Linked DNA regions of Sus scrofa: region 2 is linked to region 1. Evidence: chromatin contacts called from public promoter capture Hi-C data. All regions are on one chromosome and are shown on one strand. The core of a region is the stretch at or near the end of the contact, and the rest is flanking DNA. Distances in the headings are between cores, read along the strand shown. Region 1 holds the start of RASSF6 (ras association domain-containing protein 6). Region 2 holds the start of CXCL2 (chemokine (C-X-C motif) ligand 2).

Region 1 (3,467 bases), core at 581-3,080:
CTACTCAGAGAGGTAATACTTTGCCTACCTGCCATCTGCTCACGTGTCCTGGACCCTCTTTGTGGAAACCAGTTCAGTACCCCTGTACTGTCATCAGCTCGGCTCACCCTCCCTGACACGGACCCTTCCGCAGAATTGCAAATTTCTTAACACTAACTGGAGGCGTTATTTAGGAAAGCTTGCTAAGTGGTCAGTTCCCATCAAAGCCCTATTGGCAGATACCTACGATGCTTATTTTACAGGCGACAAACTAAGACTTGGCTAGGTTAAGTATCATGCTAAGGAACAAAGCAGTAAGTGGCAGAGCCAGGATTTGAACCTACGGCTCTCCTGCTTCAGAATTTGAATCTTTAAATTCATGGACTCCCATCTAATTATGATTATTCTTTCATTGTTTGGGGCCATCTTAAATTATATCAGAAATCCTCTCCAGTGTTTGGGGTGGTGGCTGGGGGAGGGGAAGTCTCTGTTAATATGCTGAAAATAATAATAGTTTAGCTAAACTCTCAAATAAAAAAAGACCTTTTAAGTCTGCCGATTGACTACAAACAACACTGTAACGATTAGAACACAGCGAGACGGGGGCATCAGGCAGGAGTCACCCTGTAAACACAATTTCAGGTAAAGATCTTACAGAGTTGGATTCCTGTTAGAAAACGGAGGTGGGGTTGGTGGCCACACCTAGCTCCAGGCTCTTCTCTCTTTTCCTACCTGGTCCCCACATGCTTACCTGGGTCAGGAAAGGATACTGGAAAAAATCCAAAGGAAAAGAATGTCCGGGTTTCAGGCTGCTCTGCTCCACGCACACCTTCCAACCTGGCTGCCTATGGATTCTGCTTTCTAATGCTTTATCCTCAACTTGACCTCAGGGAGAGGGTTGGAGGGGTTCTTCTCCCTATCCTCCTTTTGCACCTGTTACACACACTGTGAACAGGAGAAGGCTTTTTACCTTAGTTGTAGGGCTGAACCTGCTCCGACGAGTTTGTTGCCTCGCTCAGTCACAAACTCTGATCACCGTTGGAGTCCCCGCTCCGCTCGCTCACCTGTCGCAGAGGTGAAGGTGGAGGGCGGAGCCGGGGAGGGGGAAGGGCGGCACAGGGCTCCCTCCGCGCCTGGCGGTGCCCCTCCGTCTTGCCGGTCCTCAAGCCTAAGAAGCTGTTAATTATTACTCCTTTTCGCCACAGCAGGGAAGTGGTAGAAACCTGAGCCACTCCCTGTGCCTCAGTGCATGTTGGGAGTGTTTACTTTCTTCGGAGCAGCTGATAGGAACGCTCCTTTGCTCCCTGTCACACATCTTGAAGACCAGGGAAGTGACATTCTGGTGACTGCTTTACCCTCTGACTGGACAGATTCGAATCGCTCCTCTCCAGTCTATAGAGAAACAGTCTATAAGAAATGACAGCGACTAGGACTGAATGTCCTGCTTCACACGTTCTTCCGGTTAAACATTTCTCTTTTAATTGGAAGTTTCTTAATTCTTGCTCTTTTGCTTCCTTCTTTCCCTACAGGCACCTTTTCTCACAAAGCATGGTTCTCACACGACAGAGCCCACCAGAGTCAACTGTGTATCTGGTTAAATCTGGGCACCCACGGGCCTCGGCACCTGTGAGACGCCGATCTGGAAGGTCTGGGGTAGGTGGGAGTATTTTTTTACGAGCTCCACGGAAGAATCTGGTAGACATCAGAATTGGAAACTTGTCATGAACGTGCAAGAGGAAATGAATCGTAATTTAATTACTACCTGTCCAATTGGATTTGGAGACTTGGCTTTTCCTCAACACCTCCAGTTTCAAAAAGGGCACTAAAGTCTAGGTAACTAACCTTTTATGGTGATCATTATGCAAACAGTGAAGCACCTGAAACGTATGTAGTAGTATAAGACTCTCATGCCTCAAAAAGAAAGGAATGAATAAAGGAACTGAGTGTTCAAAAACAAAACAAAACAAAACAAAAAACAAAACAAAACAAAGCAGCTCTCTCTTTGAAAACTATCAAATGCTAAGGCTTTTCATTTTTACCTAAAAAACCAGTTCCCCCAAAAGCCCCTTAGACTTAGAGACACTCAGACACTCAGAGGATAGATGCTGTGGAAATAGTGCTTTTACACACACACACACACACACACACACACACACAATGCACTTGGGTATCATTGGTACTTTACCTGTTTCCTATGTAAAGCAACTTTGATAATTTTTTATTTACTTTATTTTTATTTTATTTTTGTCTTTATAGAGCCATACCCACAGCTTATGGTGGTTCCTAGGCTAGGGGTCGAATGGGAGCTGCATCTGCAGGCCTACGCCACAGCCACAGCAATGAGGGATCTGAGCCTCACTGTGACCTACACCACAGCTCATGGCAATGCCAGATCCTTAACCACTGAGCGAGGCCAGGGATCAAACCTGCGTCCCCATGGATACTGGTCAGATTTGTTTCTGCTGTGCCAAGATGGACACTCTTCGATAATTTTTTAAAAGCTTATCTTGTAAGTATAAAGCTTAGATTCCTCAAGAGAAATTAAATATAATTTCTGCAACAAGTTCGGTAGGCAGAGTTGATTCCTGGGGTCCTGCATGTTTAAAATGTCAAATTAACATACTGACCATCACTCTAGATTTGCAGGTTATGTGTTTGATATAGCCCTTTAAGGATTCTCTGTGCTCAAAATGTCAGACTGTTCATCTAGTTAACTTGTGTGTGGAGACCATGAATGATCAGATTGGTTATTCCTTGGGCTATTTTAGTAGACTGCATAGAAACAGGCAAATGCGCTTATTGGATCGAAATCAAAGCTTCTTCAGCCTCACATATGGGACAGTGAGACTTGGTGTTTTCTGTGGGTATTGGTTTGAGGGCTATGAATTGACCTTTGGATAATGACTAACAGGATCTGCTGTGTCCACAGCTCCTAGGCTTCAGAACATCTTTGTTCAAATCCATGCCCCACTCCCATTGTCTGCATTTATTTATTATCAGGGGAAACTTATTTTGCATTGTTTATCTGCAAACATCCTTGAAGTCTTCATTCCAATGACAGGTTTCTTTTGGTGAGTTTCAGTGATTCTTTTTGTTTTGGTGTATTTAACCTTTTGTAAAGATGTAATTTCCCCCCCCACATCAAAATATATAATTACTCATTTGCAATGTGGAAAATTTGAAAAACAAACGTATAGAGAAAAAAATCACCCAGAATTCCACCTCTCAAATATAATTACTGAGAACAATTTGGTGAATATCTTTATTGACATACTTTCTCTACAGATATTTACCAAAATGCCATTGCACTTGGCTTATTGTTTTATAACCTGCTTTTATCATATAAAACATTATGAACAATTTGCCACATGTCAGTCAGTTTTTTTCCCTGCAATGTGATTTTAACTAGCTGTACTATATTATACCATATAGATATACCATTGTGTATTTAATCAGTTTCTTATTGTGGAAAATTTGTATTGCTACAA
Region 2 (3,663 bases), core at 1,126-3,625, 330 kb after region 1:
TTGATTCCTAGTAGCCTAGCCTATACACTAATAAATTAATTATTATAAAAAATGTGTAGCCTATAGTATTATAGTCCTATTCATAACATAATATTGGAAATACTGTGATATTTTTAAAAATTTACCTGTGATAATAGGCAGACACACAGTTTCTCTAATTACGAAAGAGGAGCATACTGTACAGTAAAATAACATAATGAAAGCAAAGTTATAAAATATTAAGAACACTAACACATTCATTTTATATTAAATATCACTAACCTTATGCCAATGTAAGAATAGATTAGTACGTACATATATTCTGTATACACATGACATACCGAATTTTTTAAAAATTTTTTGATATTTCTAGGCTACATGGGTTAGTCTGCCAGGTTTTCTTTTTTTTTTTTTTTCTTCCACATTGTCCCAAATATCCAAAAAATTTTCCAATATATTTATTGAAAATAAACCTGCCTGTAGGTGGACCTGTGCAATTCCAACCCATGTTGTTCAAGGGTCAACTGTATTTACAATTAAGAATCCTAGAAAAATAAGAATAGCAATCATATCTAAACCAATTCTTAATTATTGATGAGTTGTTGGTATTTTATAAACTTTATGTCATTTTACTTTGCCTACTCCTTTAAAAAAAAAAATTGAATTGCCTGTTCTTTTTCTCAGGACTATACAGGTATTACTGACAAAAAAAAAAAAAAATGTAGAGACAAATATTTGTTTAAAATCAAGTCACTTAGAATCTTTTCAAATAATCAAGATGAAACATTTTTAATTTTATCCACATTTTGTAGTTGAAAGTCCTAAAACTAGAGTTACAAAATTACCCAACAATTAAACTAGAAAAAAAAAACATTCTAAATTTTCTTTTTAAGAAAAAAATATACAAACATTTTATATTGGAGGATTTTTCTTTTTTCCAATAATTCTTTTCTCTTTGTACAAAGATTTTATCCCCAGGTTAGTTTCAGCTTATTAATACAGAAAAAGAAATTTCTATTTTATTTACTTAAAATTATTTATAGCATTTAATATATAATTTATAGTATTTAAATGTCAAAACATTTATTCATCATAACAACTCGTTGAAGTAGATACTACCCTTAAGCTCCATTTTCCAGATGAGAAACTAAGGCACAAACAGGTTGGAAGTCATGCACCATTAATCTGGGGAGCTGAATTCCTACTCTAGCAATCTAGAGCAGTCTTGCTCAGTGCCTCCCTCATCTCTATAGCATCCCCCCACCTGCTTCCCACGGGATATGTCCATAGCTCTCACAGATCTGCATTCAGAATCACACCTAAACCATCTGAAACCTACCTGAATATAATCCAACAAAAGACATTACAACTAAGGATGAAAATGACACAATGACAAAGTCTCCAGTTAATAGCTTGAAATGCCTCATTAGAAGTCAGTAGAAATAAAATTTGACTGTGATTCTTTCTCTAGAGAGGAAATCAAATCACTAGAAGCAGGAAAGGCCATAGAACAAGGAAATGAAATGAGATTTGTGACCATAAACAAGGAACGGAGATGCGATGCGTGATCTAGCTCTAAGCTACTTCCCAGGAACACGATTTTTTTGTTTTTGTTTTGTTTTGTTGCTGCTTGGATGAGCAAAGCGTGCTGCTCACACTACGCATCCGCTCTTGATTTCTATTACCTGTTTTATTCTTGGACAAAACTAGAAACCGTGGACCTGTGAGCTCTCCTCGCAACAGATCCAAACATTAATCCGTATTTTAAGGATTAATCAACACCCTCGACACCAAAAAGGTGGTATTCATGGACTTACTCGAGCTGTGGAAGTTCCAGAATTTCCCAGAGAAAGGAAGCTAAGTGGGATTACAACACTTTGTTCCGCATTAAACACTGAATTCAATTTTTGATACTGATCGTCCCCTCACCCATGAGGGACGCTGTGACACAAAGTGTGATTTATCTGTGCTTTTAAAATACCAGGAAGTAGGGGAACTTTCTAATGTATAATATGCTAAAACTGTGTTATAACAGTGTATTTAGGCGGACGTAAATAAAATCATCAAACCCCAAGATACTTATGCGTAAAGAGCACACGCAAGTTCTCTCTGCTTCCCCCCTCAACCTTAATAACTAACGTTCGTCACAGATGCCTCTCTCCACTAAGTTGTGACTCCCCCCGTGGGGATTTGGGCACAAAGATGACACTTCCAAAGCAAGAATTACGCGGGAGGAGGGCGGGGCTGCGCCTTCCTTCCGGACCCAGGAATGACCCGCGCATCAGGGAATTTCCCTGGCCTGGGGCTGCCAGCTCCAGTCCCATCAGAATAAAAGGCGTTCGCACCGCTCAGGGAGCCACAGAACCCGCTCCACCAGCACTCCCTCCAGCCCACCTGCAGCAGACAGCCACCCTCCGAGCTAAGCCCCATGGCCCGCGCCGCGATCGCCGCCTCCCCCTGCGCCCCGCGCTTCCTCCGCGCTGCGCTGCTGCTCCTGCTTCTAGTGGCCGCTGGCCGGCGCACAGCAGGTGAGACTCGGCGCCTGGCATCCCCAGGCCGGACGCGGGGACGGGTAAGGGGGGGAGACGCCCGTCGGAGAACACCCCACTAACCGAATCTGTCTTCCTGGCAGGGGCCCCCGTGGGCGGCGAACTGCGCTGCCAGTGCCTGCAGACGGTGCAAGGAATTCACCTCAAGAACATCCAGGACCTGAAGGTGACGTCCCCGGGACCCCACTGTGACCAAACGGAAGTCATGTAAGCTTCCCTGCCCGCCGCTGTCCTTGTCACCCCCAGCGTCCCAACGCCCCAACCCTGACTCCCCAGCCCGACCTCCTGCCTCACATGGATTCTCCCTGCTCTCTGCAGAGCCACTCTCAAGAATGGTCAGGAAGTTTGTCTCAACCCCTCAGCCCCCATGGTGAAGAAAATCATCGAGAAGATGCTAAACAAGTGAGTTATAGTTTTTATTCACTCGTGTGAGTAGAGTCATTCTGTCTCCTGCAAATTATACCAGAGAAACCCACGATTTAGGTGCAGGGCTGAAAATCATGATTATTTCACCATTCATTTGCTATTAAGGTCATTAATCTGCTCTGGTGTCAGAAGGATATTTCCAGAGCCTTGCATCCTCAGCCCATTCTCCATCCCCAGTCAGATGAGTGTGACCAAATGTATGTCCCTAAAAGATTAAGTAGATTTATTTAGCCAGTGGTGCTAAAATGGCTAAAGAGAGGTTCCACTCTTTATTATTCCTTTAACCCCAGGGACAGTACTTAACCTAAGTCTCAATAACACGGGAAAAATAATAAAGCTGCTTCATGGGGTTTGATCCAAGGCTTAAGTGATGTCATGTATGCCCAATGTGGCATTATCTTCTGGCTTTCTGAAGCTAATAATAAGATTGTAACCACAGGCACCTTATTCTCAATTAAACAGCTTCTAGAAGCTGGCATTTTCTGCTACACATGGCAGCAGTGGTCTAGGTAGCACTTGGTACAGGGTTTTGAGGTCAGCTTTTAAGTCCTACTAACATGAACCTTTTTCTCATCACAGGAGCAGTGCCAACTGATGTAGAGAGATGGAGGAAACTTACTGGCTACTGCTGTAGCTTTAGCGGAATCAAAGTGAAAGAAGAGAAGCAAATAGCCCCTGGGGCCACCTGGACTGTGTTTCATGCATTTGG

Evidence for each region. Promoter capture Hi-C pulls out the DNA fragments that hold promoters and counts their contacts.
Region 2: a contact with region 1 is called in a promoter capture Hi-C map of fetal skeletal muscle, with 6 times the contacts expected there. The contact joins the promoter of CXCL2 here to the promoter of RASSF6 in region 1. A contact is called at or near these places in 3 of 5 promoter capture datasets (fetal skeletal muscle and liver), 10 of 47 Hi-C or Micro-C datasets (alveolar macrophages, blood, embryonic fibroblasts and 4 more) and 1 of 2 datasets of contacts at active chromatin or transcription factors (alveolar macrophages).

The regions. Positions count from the first base shown.
Region 1 is chr8:69,830,328-69,833,794 of Sscrofa11.1, forward strand. RASSF6 (ras association domain-containing protein 6) reads right to left here and starts at 1,831. Exons shown (of 11, transcript XM_005666740.3): 1 at 950-1,831.
Region 2 is chr8:70,154,878-70,158,540 of Sscrofa11.1, forward strand. CXCL2 (chemokine (C-X-C motif) ligand 2) reads left to right here and starts at 2,376. Exons shown (of 4, transcript NM_001001861.2): 1 at 2,376-2,507; 2 at 2,612-2,735; 3 at 2,847-2,930; 4 at 3,534-3,663. The coding sequence starts at 2,408. The coding sequence ends at 3,549.